Linked DNA regions of Capra hircus: region 2 is linked to region 1. Evidence: chromatin contacts called from public Hi-C data. All regions are on one chromosome and are shown on one strand. The core of a region is the stretch at or near the end of the contact, and the rest is flanking DNA. Distances in the headings are between cores, read along the strand shown.

Region 1 (7,960 bases), core at 3,441-5,940:
TCTCTCAAAGTTCCCTAGGTTTCCCTCTCTATTTATAGTCGCTTGTTGGCTTCCCTGGTGCTCAGACTGTAAAGAATCTGCCCACAATGCGGGAGACTGGGGTTTGATCCTGGGTCGGGAAGATCCCCTGGAGAAAGGAATGGTTACTCACTCCAGTATTTTTGCCTGGAGAATTACATGGACAGAGGAGCCTGGTGAGCTGTAGTCTCTGAGGTCACAAAGAGTCCGACACGGCTGACCGACTAACACTTTCACTGTTCCCTGGAACTTCTACAGCTACCTGTATATAACTATCCTATTCTATCCCTATAACCCCTACCTGTCTCACTGTGATTCTTTCTTTGTATCTTTAACTGTGGAAGATCTTTTCTACTAGTCTTCTGGTCTTTCTCATCAATAGTTGTTCTGTAATAGTTTATCATTTTGGTCTGCCCGTGAGAAGAGGTGAACTCAGGATCTTCCTACTGTGCCATCTTGGCCACTGCCCTCTCAGCATGTTTATAAAACACAACAAGATAAACCCAAATAAAGCAGAAAGGCAGAATTAATAAGTTCTGCCTTTCTGCTCTCTGCCTTTGTGCAGATAGCACGGTGGTCTATGTAGAAAATCTCAAGGAATGTATTTTTCAAAAATACCCTAGTACACGGGACTTCTCTAGTGGTCCAGCAGTTAAGAATCCCACCTTCCAATGCCAGGAACTTGGGTTCCATCACTGGTGGGGAAACAAAGATCCCATGTGCCTTGGGGCAACTAAGCCCCTGCACCACAGTCAGAGAAAGCCTGGGCACTGCAAAGAAGATGCAGCACAGCAGCACTCCATAAAACAAAAAACCTTCACAAAACCCAAGTAGAGTACACGAGTTCAAAATTAATAAAAAAGATAAAAGATAAAAGATTTGTTAAAAGATAACAAACATAAAAGGTAGTTCTTTTTTAATATTAATAAAATAGGAAACCTATTAATAAAAATAGGAAAACTTCTGGTAAGATGAGAGAAAGACTAAAAATATAATGAGAACTAGAATTGGTTTTAACCACAGATAGCAGAAGAAATGTAAAACATGAAAATACTATATACAGTTATAAGTAGAAATGTTAATAAAATTTTTACAGACTGGGTGCTTTTATTTAAAAAATTATAAATGAACAAAACTAATTCTGTTATATATGTTTTATTGGCTTCACATGTATTTCATATTTTTTTAGCAACTATAAATGCTTTGTGTTTTTGAGGGGGCCATCTCACTTTCAGGATTTCAGGTCCTCAACCAGGGATTGAACCCAGGCCACAGCAATGAAAACACCAAATCCTAACCATTAAACCACCAGGGAACCCCCATAAATGGCATTTTTTAAAAAAATTTTAAACAGCTTATATATATTTGGTTGTGCCAGGTCTCAGTTGTAGCACGTGGGATCTTCAACTCTTGGTTGCTGGCATGTGACCTCTTAGTTGCAGCACATGGGATCTAGCTTCCTGACCAGGGATCGAACCCAGGCCCCCCTCCATTGGGAGCATGGAGTCTTAGCCACTGGACCATCAGGGAAATCCCCATAAATGGTATTTTAAATTTCAGTTTCCACGTGTTTGCTGATACTCTGTAGAAATACAATTGATTCTTATGTGTTTACTTTATATGCTGTAACCTTGCTGAACTCATGTACTGTTTCTAGGGTTTTGAAAAATACATTCCTTGCATTTTCTATATAGACCACTATGCCATCTGCAAAAGGTACAGTTTTATTTCTTTTTTTCCAATCTGTATTCCTTTTATTTCCTTTTTTTTTTGCCTTACTATGCTGGCTAGTACTTTCTTGACTTGAATATGTGTGATAAAAGCAGATATCCTTGACTTGTTTCCAATCTTCAGGGGAAATAATTCAGTCTTTCATCATTAAATATGCTGTTAGCTGTGTAGTGTTTTGTTTTTATAGATGTTCTTTATCAAGTTGAGGAAATTGCACTCTAGTCTTAGTTTTCTGAGAATTTCTGTCATGAATAGGTGTTGAATGTTGTCAAATGTACTTTCTGCCTCAATTGAGATGGTCATGTGGTTTTTCTTCTTTACCTGTTCACCTGGTGAATTATACTGGTTGAATTTTGAATACTGAATCAGCCTTGCAACCCTGGAATAAACCACACTTGCTCATATATACAGAGAAGGCAATGGCACCCCACTCCAGTACTCTTGCCTGAAAAATCCCATGGATGGAGGAGCCTGGTAGGCTGCAGTCCATGGGGTTGCTAAGAGTCAGACGCGACTGAGCGACCTCACTTTGACTTTTCACTTTCATTCATTGGAGAAGGAAATGGCAACCCACTCCAGTATTCTTGCCTAGAGAATCCCAGGGATGGGGGAGCCTGGTGGGCTGCCCTCTATGGGGTTGCACAGAGTTGGACACGACTGAAGCGACTTAGCAGCAGCAGCAGCAGCTCATATATATAATTCTTTCTTACATATTGCTGAATTCTATTTGCTTATACTTTGTTAAGAATATTTACATGTATATTTATGAGGGATATTGGCTTGCCTTTTGTACTGTCTGTCTGGTTTTTTATGTTAGGGTTATACCAGTCTCATAAAATGGGTTAGGAAGGATTCTCTCCTCTTCTCCTTTCTGAAAAAAGACTGGGTAGAGTCAGTGTTAATTCTTTGTATGTTAAGTGGAGTTTCCACTAAAAGCATCTGGACCTGGATATTTCCTTTTTTTAGATTTTAAATTGCAAATTAAACTTCTTTACAGTTATAGAGGTAGCAAAGCTACTTCATGTTAGATGAGTTCTGGTGGTTTGTGTGTGAAATTGGTGTATGGAATATTTACTCAGTCTCAAAATACCACCCTACAAAATACTTATGGATGACAAAGAAGAAAAGACTAACTTTATAATCTGGAGAAGGAAATGGCAACCCACTCCAGTATTCTTGCCTGGAGAATTCCAGGGACAGAGGAGCCTGGTGGGCCACAGTCCACAGGGTCACAAAGAGTCGGACACAACTGAGTGACTAACACTTATACTGGAAAATCGGACCTCACCTTAACTGATCTAGGTTAACACCACAAGCAAAGGGCAAATCAAAATCATGTACCACTTGACAGGATACAATGAAAAGAACACAGCATCCCTTTCATGCTCTTCCTGCCAAAGTTAAAACCCTAAATCCAATCATGGAAAAAAAGCACATCAGAAAGCCCAAACTGAACAATATTCTGCATAATAATTGTCCTGTAATCTTAAAAAATGACAATGTTATGAAAGTCAAATGAGAAATGAGAAACTATTTCTGTGATTCATGGAGACTAAAGAAAGGTGACAAGTAAATTCAAAGTGTGAACTTAGATTGGATCACTAAGTGATAAAGGACACTATTAGGACAAATAATGAAATTTGATAGGTAGCTGAGAACCAGATGGTGGCATGTATTGATATCAATTTCCTGATTTTGATGGCTGTTCTGTGGTTATGTATCAGAATGGCCTTGTTTATAGAAACAAGGTATTTGGGGTTGATGAGACATCATGTTGCCAACTTACTCTCAAATGGTTCCAAAAATATATACAACCTTTTTGGTACTTAGAAATTTTCTGTAAGTTTTAAAACTTTGTAAATTATAAAAATTTCCGGATAGATAGCCTCTTTCTATTTTGCTCACTCTATCAATGAAAAATCAATTAACTACCCAGTTAAGGGAATTTTATTTGAGCCAAACTGAGGACTATAACCCGGGAAAGCAGATTCTCAGAAAGCTTGGAGAAATGTTCTACCTCTTAGAAGCTGAAGGCTTTACATATATTTTTGAGACAAAGTATCATACATCAAAATGACGTACTGATATTTTACATAAAGTTCACCAAGGATACACAGTTCAGGGAAACACCTACAAAGTGGAACAGCAAGTCACCATGACTCCCTACGGAGCTGAGAAAGAACACTGTTCTTTTAAGAAGTTCAAATCATCTTTATGGTTGGAGGCGCTCTGGTTAATGCATAATACAGGTACACACTGCACTTTAGGGAGGGAGGAGGCCCAAACAAACACAGAGACAGAATTTTCTGTTTAATTTTTTTTCTTGTCCTGCTTGAAAATGTAAAGTTTATTTCATTGACTCTAATATTCTAAGACTCAGAAACATTGATGGATATATTTTATATACACTTGTGTTGGGTATCATTGACTCATTTGAAATCTTTATACTTCTCGTGCATTCATTTCCTTGATGAGATTACTAAACACCCAAAGGATGTAATTTTGCTTCTATTACCTTTGTATTTCCTTATTGTATCTAGTAGCTGCTGTTTTTAAAATATTAATTTATTTTTGTGTTTTTTAACCGCACTCTTCAGCATGTCGGATCTTAGTTCCTTGGCCAGAAATCACATGCCCCCTGCAGGGGAAGGGCAGAATCTTAACCACCGGTCCTCTAGGGAAGTCCCTCAAGTAGCTGCTCTTAATAACCACTTGTAAACACTAAAGGTTTTGGAGCATGAATTATCTGAATAGCTGAATTGCTTCTTTCAATTTAAGCCCATGCAGAAAACTTTAAATCAAGTCATATGATGGGTCCAGGAGCCAAGTCTGTGCTGACTGCTCTTTCACACCAATCAGCGGCCCCTGGGATTCACAGAAATCTGCAGCTTGGTGGAAAAATGAGTCATTCCACCAACATGCAGCTGGACTCTCACACCCAGACCACAATGGAAATGTGGAAATCTGAGTGGCACACAAGGAATCTACATACAAACAAGAGTTCACACTCTTCCTGTTCTGTTACATTGGGAAATGGAAACATTGTTTCCTGGGAAACAAGCCAGATTCCACAAATGAAATGGTTTGCTTAAAAATGCACAGCTGCTAAACCCTTACTGTGCTTTATTGAGAGTGTCTTGTTTTAAAGGTCTAGATTTTGTTCCAGCTGCGAAGTTGAAAGGAAGAGGGGTACTAGCGTGTGCAACAGAATGGGTTTAACAGAAAATCTTTTTGAATACGAGTTCTTAACTGGTTCAAGTGCTCCAAAGGGAAAAAGGTTCTGTGCATGTCTTGCCATCAATGGTAGGTCAACCATTCAGATATGTGCCTTTATACAAGAGAATGCATTTCATCCTCAAAACAACCTTAGTATTTATTATGAGAAAGTTCAAATGTAGATGACAGTACAGAATAACATGAAGATTGTCTATGCACCTGTTGCTTGCATCAACAATTATTAATATGTGGCCACCTCATTTCACGTATAGGCCCACCCACTTCCCTCAGGATTATTTCTTATTTTTAAAATAATTTTATGTATTTATTTTTGTGTTGGGTCTTTGTTGCTGCTTGGGCTTTTCTCTAGTTTAAACAGGGGCTCCTCTCTAGTTGTAGTGCGAGGGTGTCCCATTTCAGTGGCTTCTACAATGGCAGGTGGATTCTTTACCACTAAGCCACCGGGGAAGCCCCCCTCAGGATTATTTTAAATGCTGTCTTAGATGTGATCTCATTTCATCTGTAAATACTTCAGTGTGTATCTCTTAAATATAAGGATTATCTTTCAAGCATAACCACAATGACACTGCTGCTGCTGCTGCTACGTCACATCAGTCGTGTCCTACTCTGTGCGACCCCATAGACGGCAGCCCACCAGGCTCCCCCGTCCCTGGGATTCTCCAGGCAAGAACACTGGAGTGGGTTGCCATTTCCTTCTCCAATGCAGGAAAGTGAAAGGTGAAAGTGAAGTCGCTCAGTCGTGTCCGACTCTTATCGACCCCATGGACTGCAGCCCACCAGGCTTCTCCGTCCATGGGAGTTTCCAGGCAAGAGTACTGGAGTGACAATGACACTATCATACCTTAAAATTTAGTAATGATTCCTTGAGGTCAGCAGATACCTAATCAGAGTTCAAATTTCCTGATTGCCTCATAAACCATTTTTGTTTTTGTTTACAATGTGTTCAAATGAGGGCTTCCCTTGTAGCTCAGCTGGTAAAAAATTTGCCTGCAGTGCAGGAGACTCCGGTTCGATTCCTAGGTTGGGAAGATCCTCTGGGGAAGGGATAGGCTACCCACTCCAATATTCTTAGGTTTCCCTGATGGCTCAGCTAGTAAAGAATCAGTATCTAAATAAAGTCCATATACTCTGATTCTTTGCAACCCCATGGCCTATACAGTCCATGGAATTCTCCAGGCCAGAATACTGGAGTGGGTAGCTTTTCCCTTCTCCAGGGGATCTTCCCAACCCTGAGATCGAACCCAAGTCTCCCTCATTGCAGGCAGATTCTTTACCGTCTGAGTCACAAGGGAAGCCCATACTGTAATTAGTTGACTTTTTCTTTTCTTATTTTTTAAAATAAGTTTTTTAAGTATTTAATAAATGCTGAGCTTGTTTTGAGGATGACATGCATTCTCATGTGTATACGCAGATATCTGGTTGACCTACCATTGATGCAAGAAGTGTGCAGAACCCTTTGGTGCACTTGAACCAGTCAAGAACTGGTATTCAAAAAGGTTTTCAACATTAGATTAGTTTCAGGTATACAACATAATATTTGATATTTGTATATATTGTGAAATTATTTCCACAGTCGAGTTAACATTCATCACCATACATAGTTACAGAATTTTTTTTTTCTTGAGAGAAACTTTTGAGATCTACTCTCAGCAACCTTCTTTTTTTTTTTTTTTTTTGGCCACACCAGGTGGCCTGTGGGATTTTAGTTCCCTGACCAGGGATCAAACCTGAGCCCCCTGGATTGGAAGCGCAGAGTCCTGGACCCCTAGGGAAGTCGCTGGGACCTCCAGGGAAGTCCCTCAGTAACTTTCAAATATGCAGTACAGTACTGTTAGCAAGAGAGTGTGTGGTGAGTCTGGTTGCTTACTGCTCAAAAGCCGATAAACAGGCCAGGTTGGTGGAAAGGAAAGTTTGCTTTATTTCGGATGCTGCAAGTGAGGGTTTGGAGGGAGGGTGGCAGACATCTGTCCGAAGGCCGACTCCCACCCCCCAGCAACCAGTGGGGCAAGAGCTTTTATAGACAGAGTGGGGGTTGGGGAGCTACACGTAGAAACAGCACAGTCATCTCTAACAATCATCTTCAAAGTGGTCATCAGTGGTCTGACCAGCATCATCTTGGTGGTTTTAGGTCCAGTTCATCTTCAGTTCCAGGGTCCATTTGTCCCCATTTCTTTGTGACCAATTCTCAGAATTGTGGCAGCTCATGTCCTAGGTATAGTCATCATGTAGTTAGCCTCTCCACCTGGCGTTTCAGCATCTGTAAGACGGCTCACAGGATCTGGCTCAGCATATTATCTGCGGCCCTTGAGAAAGAACTAAAGCTCCTTGACTATGCTTGATGACTCCATTGTTATTATTATCTCCTTTGTTTCCACATTTCTCACTTCTTTGATTAAAGTTTTCCATAGACAAAAGGCAGACAGAAGACATGGTGGGAGGGGGCAAGGACCTTCTCTGTTTCAGTACTATCAAATAGATTTTGAAGTCTCCTTTAATGTGGTTTTTTCCCTCTTTGTCATCACCTCTTTCTCTTCCCCTGCTCCTCGTTCTGTCTCCAGTTTGTCTGTTGGAGAAACTGGGTTGTTTGTCCTGTAGAATGTCCCACCTCTGGTCTTGGCTTATCGCATTCTTAGTGTTGTTTTAATATATTTCCCTGACCTCCATCTTTTCTGAAAACTTGAAGTTAGATCTGGAGTTCCAATCAGATGCAAGTTTGACTGTTTTCCTGCTGGTTTTTGTCAAAAATACTTCATAAGTGTTGGTGTGTACTTCCTATTACATCACACCCCAGACACACAATGTCAGTCCTTTCTCCTTTAAAAAAAAAGAAAAATGATTTGTTTATTTTGGCTGTGCCGGGTCCTCACTGCTGTGCAGGCTTTTCTGTAGTTGTGGGGAGTTAGGGTGCAACTCTCAGTGGCAGTGCAAGGGCTTCTCATGGCAGTGCCTTCTCTCACTGCAGAGCATGGGCTCA
Region 2 (7,960 bases), core at 1,941-4,440, 64 kb before region 1:
CAATACACTCTCCACCTTCCTGCTTCTCATTCAGCCTTCCGCCAGGGCATTCTCCCTCCAAGACAAAGCAGGACATCAGTGAAAAGGAGGTGGGAAGGGGACTGTCTGCGGTAGTCGCAAGAGGTCCCCAGAGGCCCCTCAGACCTGGGGAACTGGCTGAGGTCACCAACTGCAGAGGCGCCAGCTCCATCCCCTGGGGAGAGGGGGAACAGGGTTTTCTGTGTGAGCACAAGAGGCAGCCCTTCTCCCTGGATCCCGCATTCCAGGGGCTGATCCCACATTCCAGGGGCTGCGCCAAGGTCCCCAGAGCCTCCTGACCCCTGGAGGAGTCCGGTCAGTGCCTCGGCCATGCCCCCTCAGAGAGCACGGGATCCAGGAGGGGGTGCTTCAAACTGACTCAGTTGCAGGACTCAGCCCCATGTCCCAACACCCCCATGACGAAGGTCCAGCTCCAGATAGCTCCCCTGAGGAATGCGGTGGGGGTGGGGGTGGGTTTCGGCTTCTCCCGGCTCTGAGGACTGAATCCGCCTTGCTGGGTAGGCTGTGTGTGCACAGGCAACAACATTTCATGTCATTCAACCATGTACAGCCAGACCATGGGCAAGCCACCTTGGGGTCTGTGATGCATCTGACCTCTGGCTGACTCATCACACAAACAGTTCTGATCCAAACTGGCTGAAGAGAGAAGCTGCAGATGTGTTCACAGGCCCAAGGGGTCAGAGGCAGAGGCCTCTTGCCATCATCCTGCCTGCTTCATGTGTATCAGGGGACCCAGGCCTGGGAGGGGGGCACACACATTCTACTGTGTGAGCGGATGGGCGGTCCCTCTGACACACCACCTGATGCCCCTTCGCCCACTAGCTGCCACTTAAGGACTTAGGGTGGTGCCCACCGGGGGCACTGTGGGTATTTCAAGGCCAGTGTGGCTCCACTTCTTGGTCGTGCTTGCCCCAACCTCCCAGTACAAAGCTGGAAAGCAGTTTCCTTGCCGGTCTCTCCCCCACACCCCCTGGCCGCAGCCAGGAACTGTGTGCTTCCTGACAAAGTACAGACATGAAGTTCTCTGTGCCGGGGCGCGGCGGGACCTTGCTGGCTGCCCTGTAAGTCCTTCCTCCTTGGGGGCGGGGGTAGGGGGGCTCTGCTTGGGGCGCCTCCAGGGTCTTACCACACCCCAGGTCACTAAAATGCATTTCCAACTCAGCAGCTGCGAGGAGAGCCTCGGGCAGTCGGGCGGGGTTCTGTCACTCTGCCAGCTCCCACACCTGGCAAAGGCCACCTAGTGGCCTGGAAGGACTGACTGGGAGTCCCCGGAGAGAGCACCCCTGCTACGTGACAGAAATCTTGTTTTCTTGAGTGAACGAAGGGAGAAAGCCTGGGCCTCTTCCCTTCCCTGCTGGGGTGTGGCCAGAGGGAGGCGGTTTTAGAAAGACGGTCCTGTCCTGATCTGAGCAGTGCTGGGCCTGCAGCACACCGCCAGCCGATGACCCCCATGCGGGCCCATGAGGTCAGCCCAGGGGGATACATTTCAGGGGTGTTCATTCTCCTGAGCAGCCACTCCCTCAGCCACCCGCGGTGTCTGGCTGTGGTGCCACTGTATTCCTTACAAAGTGGCTCCCAAATCTGCCCCTTTAGCCCCTCGTCTGTGAGTGTGCACATGGAACCTGCTAGGCAGGAAGGGATGAGGTTCCTGTGAAGGTAGGTCATTGGGCAACAAGTTTTCTATTAACATCAATCCAGTGTCCACAGTTCAAACCACAAATCGCACCCCTGCCTTTGCCTTTTCTGAGGAAGAAAAGACCTTTCATTATGGTGGGCAAGAAGGCCACGCGGCACACAGTCGGTGGGGGAAAAGACAGACAGAGGCAACTCAGGAGGAGACAGAATTAGCAGGTAGGTCCATGAATTCACCTGCTGTTTTCACTTGTCCTTCACCTCCTCATGTCCCTACATGACCCTCAGTCTCAAGGTTTATCCTTGTTATCAAGTCAGATGTTTTTCTTCTTGTTCCCACCGAAGAGACCCAGAACTGGTAATGGGGCAGTCCTTGCAGCAGAATCAAGAAAGCCCAGCTGAAGACCGGAGGTAAACTGACAGGTATGAAGATGCCCAGGCTGGAAGCCAGGAAAACATCGCAGCAATGTCCCATCAGCCATTTTCAGCGGGCCCAGCTGTTCCCACCCCTCACAGGATGGTCATAACTCAGAATGCCTGCAGTCCTGCTGGACTGAGATCCTTGGGGCACGTCCACACTCAGCCAGGAGGGGGTGCACGAGCACCAGCTTCATTCACTCCTTCCTAGTGGCAGGGGAAAACAAAGGTCTCCAGGGATGAGATTCTCAAAGGTGCACAAAGGAATCTGCACTGCTGTTTTTTTCTCTCCTATCCAAAATTTCCCCTACCAAACCACCACCACCCTGCAAGTATGATACAGTATTTGATTGGCTTATTCCTTGCAAACTACGTCTGGGAGGCATTCAAGTGGTCTCATGTGCCTCACCCTGGGGTCTCTCTTCTAACAGACTGAAGCAGAGCGCCTATAGGGGCCCCAGCCCTCTGGGCAGGGCAGCCCCATCTGCATTTGCTCTCAGGTTCGATGCACCAGGGCACCAGGACAGTCACTTGGTCTGTGCAGTATTTCCTACTCAACTGCAGCAACCTTGTCACATGGACATTATCCTCTCTTTTTACAGGAGAGAAAGTGAGGTTCAGAGAGGCCAGTGCTGTCCTCAGGGGCGCCCCCAGCCAGTGCCAGCACAGCTGGAATTTAAATTCGGGTCGCCCGATTCTGAAGCCTGCTCACTTGCCACCCGTTACTTCCTCAGGCTCGTTCATGAGGACTTTCACTCAAAGCCCACAGGTGAGTCTGAGGAAGAAGAATCCTTCTGGCAGCAAAGCATGACCTCCAGTCGCCACAGTTCACCCTGGACATCGGGCCCAGGCGGCCCCTCCCTGCTCCATGTGGGCCTGGCTCACTGCTCTGACAGGTCTGCCCCAGCTCCTTGACTGCGCCCCACTGACCTGGGGGTAAGTAATGGGCTCCCCACTAGGGCTGGAGTCCAGGTAGGTTGGTCACTGTTCCCTGGAGCCCAGCGCTCAGAGACCAAGTGAGTCACCACAGGCTGGCAGCACTGGGTGGTGAGGAAGTGTGCTGGGGCGAGCGTGCGCTGATAAGCTGAGAGCAGGTAGTGCGCCAGCAGTCGGGCCACTCGGCCGGGCTAGACTCCTGGCTCCCAGTAAACAACAGCTGGGCGGGGAGGGGACGTGGGGGAGGAGAAAGCACGGTGTCCTGACGCCGATTCTCCTAAAGGAGCTTTTGAGGGAAGAGTCAGACCCGGCCACGGCTCCCCCTCCCATGCCTCACTTTTCCCTCTGTAATTTAGAACAACAAACAGCGGAATCTTTGAGCAGGCTCAGCTGAAAACAAGTCAGGCGAGAAAAAAACAAAGATAAGGGGAGTGGGGAAGAGGTTTCTCAGGTTCAGATTTTAGTTTTCTTCAGGTTTTGAGAAACAACGGAAAGAGTCTCAGCCCTCTCTCCTGACCCTGAGATCATGAACACTACAAATCATCTCATCTCGGGAGCCCAAAGGGAGGGGTAGTGAGAATGTGAGCCCCTAAACTGGCACAACCGTGTGTGCACACGTCAGGTCTAAAGCTTCCAGAGCCGATGGACCCCAAAAGAGAGGGAGAATCAGGACGTAAAGGCAGAAATGGAGATTCAAGGAGGCAGGGTTTGAGGTCAGGTAGCCAGATAAAGTACGGTACGGCCAGTTTTCAATGTAAACATGTCCCATGGACATCTGGGAAATACTAAAAAAAAAAAAAAAAAAAAAAAAAAGGCTCAGTGTTTATCCGAAATCCAAATTTAACTGAGGGCTCTGTAATTTTATTTGTTAAATCTGCCAACCTTACTCTGAAGTTGTGGAGTCACAGTCCAGACCAGACCCCAGCTCTCCACTCCGCAGGACTGAGCCACTTCCATCCACAGCCATTAAGAGCCACAGACAACATTCAAGAAAGAAAACAAACAAATCCAAAACCTGCCCTTCTGATGAGATGGCTTCAGTGTACCAAGCAACATGCTCTGGAACAAGAATCCTCCTACTCACACAGAGCTGCCGGGGTCCTACCTAAAGATACTGGCGCCATGACGGATAAGGGGCAAGACAAGGGCAGAGTGTGCTCCAGAGCCTCCCTGGACTTAGAATCTACTCCACAGCTGCTTTCATTGCTCCGAAGACAGGAAAGAGTTAAACGCCAGTGCAAAACACCCCAAACAAACAAAGACTCCGGAAGATCTCTGAAGCCATAATCAGGACGCTGAAGGAGAAGGCTGAACACAGGAGCGCGACCTGACAGCACGCGACGGGGCCCTCCCTGGAGGCCGGGAAAGGGGCTGTGCTGATCAGAGGACACTCCTGGGGCTCACCGCCACGCACGTCCTTGGGCACGGCCCTGTGCAGGCAGACACTTCCCAGCGTCTTCACAATTTGGAGCAGCGTAAAACCGCCCTCTGTGCAGCTAAGGACACGTTCCCGCCCCAGCCCACGCTGCCCCTCACCAGTGTAACCGCAGCGCATGGAGAAAGGCTGAGAGGCCCTCCATGATCAGGAGGATGGCCACGGTCAGGGTGGCGAAGGCGGCGAAGATGAAGAACAGCGCCAAGCCCCCGGCCAGGCTCTTCACCTTCAGGCCGATGTGGATCACCATGGTCCAAAGCACCTCGGACAACTCTGGGGATGGGGAGAGACAGGACATCGGTTCAGTCGGGCCGGGGGTGCTGCAGGCTATGCACCTCGCTCTGTATCTCTCCACCGCAGTATGCCCTGCTCCCTGGCTTCCTGCGACCTCAACAGCTAACCTGGCAAAAGCATGGATCCTCCCGGCGGGATGTCACTCTCCTGTGATTCGGGAGTCCATAATTCCAGAGCCCTAAGGTCATCTCTATAAGCCCCCACTGTAGGGAGTGCCCAAGCAAGAGGAACAGACATGGCTTCTGACCTGAGAGAAATACACTCACGTGCATGAGCGAGGCTGAGGGCCCAGAGCCGCAGGTAGGAGGCGGTGTTGGAGATGCAGCCCAGGCAGTACTCGATGGTGTGGATGGCCTGGTGCACCATGGTGTCCCCAAAATCAAACTGTCAGGGGAGGAAACCAGACGGCAGAAATGAGGCGGGGAGGGGAGCGTGCAGGGGTCTGAGTGCTGGCATGAATGGTTACCTGGGCCCAAAGCCCCTGGTGCTGAATTCCTGGTGGGGACACTTCAGTGGGGCCACCCCTGGAAATCCTGCCTGGCTGGGCCCGTAGCCGGGCCCCACCCTGTCCCTCAAAACACTACACTGTAATGAACTAAATCTTAATGAGACTCTTCTCAACACATCTGCTTTTTCTCCCCACTAGGCTGTCAGCTCCAGAGTGGGGTGCACGTTGGGGTAAGAGCTGTCTGGCAGCTCCGTTCTGGCTTGACTTCCACCTTGTGGAGCCTGAGAGCAAAGCACCCTGCTCTCAAAGAGCCAGGAGGGCAGGAAGGGCTCTTCCCTGAGATGCATGTCAGGTGACAGGCCACCAGGCTGCAAACTGCCTGGAGGAGACTAAACCTCCGCAGCCCCTTATCTTCCCAACATGTGGGCAGCAGGGTCACTCCCTTCTACTTTAGACACTTCTGAAAAGATCACACAGGGACATTTTGGCAAAGTTTTACAAATTCCTACTCGGGCAGGTGATGAAGGTTTTCCTCACGCTCCCTTTCTTCTGGTTTTCCTTTCAACATCAAAGATTATTTCCAGCATAAGCAGGAGGGGCTGTGGGGAGCTTCCCGTTAGGCCTGCTCAGGGTCCAGCCCTAGGTGTGCTTCCAAGCCTCACTCTCCCACGTGGTGCCACAGCCACTGAAGGCCAGGAGGCAGGCAGCCCCTCCCGACAGGGCCCAGACCAGACCCAGTGAGCAGAGGGCCGCTGCCCAAATCTGCCTTCCAAGCCTGCCTTGCCTGCAGGTCAGAGTCTGTTTTTCACCAGTTTCTTTCCAGATTCACATGACCCCCAAAAGATACCAGAAAGAACTACCTTTAGAAACGGCATGAGGGCAGAAGAGGAGGGCTGGGCTGGCTGGTGAAGCGCTAACAGCCCAGGCCTCACGAGTATGGCCAGTGGTGAGGGGGGCCAGCTCCAATTCGCCATCTCTGGCAATCGCCTCATTTTCCCTCACCCTTATCTATACCGAGAGTATTTCTGGGCTTTTCTTCTGAAATAGGCTCTTGCAAAGTCTTCTAGTTACCCTGAAAACTAGGGTAACCATAGTTACTCCAATCGTGACAATGTTGTTAAGAGCTTTTTGCCACCGCTGCTGGCTGTCGCCCCACAGTCCATGCTCCAAGGAAGGACAGGGTCCCCATCTCCACGGAGTGCAAGGCTTTACTAAGAGCTCTGTGAAAGCAGTGATTCACTCCCAACTTCCTACTTTGTAACCTTGGGCAAGTTTTCATACCTGTATACTGAGGGGTGGGGCGGGGGAGATAGTAAGTGGGGTGAGAATTAAGTAAGGAACTAGCCAAGCAGTTGGGAGTCTGTCACTGCCCATGTGAGTCAGCTACGACTGACTCGGAGCCACCGCAGACGCCCTGTCTGATTCTCTACCCGCCTCCTAGCCGCCCCGCCATGCCTGTTGCTCACCTGCTGCACCCTCCCAGCTCCACACGCCTCCCAGGCTCGCTCCCCTTAGCTCCCCGGCGCAAGGTCTAACAGACACCTTGTGACTGTGCCTCTGCAGCGTCTGTCACCACTGCCTTGCCCTCCTCCTCTCCTTGACACGCTCGCTTCCTCTTGGTTTTTCTCTCCTGTAGCACTGCCACTCAGGCCTTCAGTGGCCACCCCGGGCGGAGCTCCCAATGGGCACCTCTACTTCCATGCTGCGGATTTCCAACCAGCTGTCCACATCTCCTGCCACACCGCAGGTGCTTCAAACTCCACACCACCCAAACTGAACTCACTGACTGCTCTCCTCTGACCCTCCAGACCTGCTTCTACTCCGCATCCCATCTCTAACTGGGGGTCCTAACTGGAGCCCCAGGCATCTGAACCTGGAAGTCGAGCTTGACTTCTCACTCACTCCCACTGCCTGCGTTCGCGAAGGCCCGAGGCCTGCAGCTTTTCCTTCCTCCATCTCCTATTGCTCCCTTCCTTCCCAACTCCCACTGCCAATGCCTGACTTCCCTCCAGGCCTCCCGGGTCTTTCCTGACCCTCTCAGGCTGTGCCCCTCCCCCACCCAATACACCCTCCACCCTTCTCCCCTGGGGTACTCAGCAATGGTACACACTGGGTTACTTGCAGCTTCACTGCCCCGTGATGCTCCTTCTTGCCTAATACTCTACTAGGGCTGCTGTCTGCCAACCTCTAGTCTTACTTCTCACCAGTCCCTCTACTCCTGACTGCGCTCCAGCAAGTTGAAAACTTGTTTATCCCCAAAATGTGTCTTTATGGTAACTACATACTATGGGTCTGCATTCCCTCTGGCCCTTCCTCCACAGAGGACTCTGGCTTGGCTAGGCTAACCTCAGCAATAATGCCTTTGGGGAATCCTTTCTAGGGGTCCTCTTCCACACCCCGACCCGTGTTCTGTCAGGTGCCCTCTTCCTGTGCTCCCACAGCAGCCTGGGCACACCTTGATCACAGCATCTGTCACCCAGACTCTCCTCAATTAGTCTGGGAGTTCCTTGAAGGCAAGGACTTGTTTTTTTTCTTCTCTCAGTTCCTGCAGCGCTAAACAGAGTGCTTGGCACATGGAGGGTGAATGAATGAATGGGTTGGATGAATGTTGTCTGGTGAGATGACACAGTAGGGAGAGGTCCCACTGACCCTTGCTGAATGGTTACAGCCTTCAAAGATTTCCCAGACAACTGAGGGGCTGGGCTCTGGTTTGCAGCTGGACAGAGCGCCCCCAGAGAGAGGGTCTGCTGCCTCTACCT

Evidence for each region. Hi-C and Micro-C count contacts between places; a contact is called where the count stands out from the background.
Region 2: a Hi-C map of blood shows a contact between it and region 1, with 3 times the contacts expected there. The contact joins two enhancer-like sites. A contact is called at or near these places in 3 of 5 Hi-C or Micro-C datasets (all in blood).

What each region holds. Positions count from the first base shown.
Region 1 is chr19:42,182,336-42,190,295 of ARS1.2, reverse strand. No RefSeq gene overlaps it. Among named protein-coding and RNA genes, the nearest start is that of ATP6V0A1, 10 kb to the left of the region's middle. Within about 2 kb of position 4,690, at least 2 of the 5 cell types and tissues checked have an H3K27ac peak or open chromatin away from gene starts, as enhancers often do.
Region 2 is chr19:42,244,646-42,252,605 of ARS1.2, reverse strand. ATP6V0A1 (V-type proton ATPase 116 kDa subunit a) reads right to left here. Exons shown (of 22, transcript XM_013972159.2): 20 at 5,020-5,137; 21 at 4,561-4,732. LOC108638305 (a long non-coding RNA gene) reads left to right here. Exons shown (of 2, transcript XR_001919752.1): 1 at 1-1,695; 2 at 1,792-2,083. Among named protein-coding and RNA genes, the nearest start is that of NAGLU, 14 kb to the left of the region's middle. Within about 2 kb of position 3,190, at least 4 of the 5 cell types and tissues checked have an H3K27ac peak or open chromatin away from gene starts, as enhancers often do.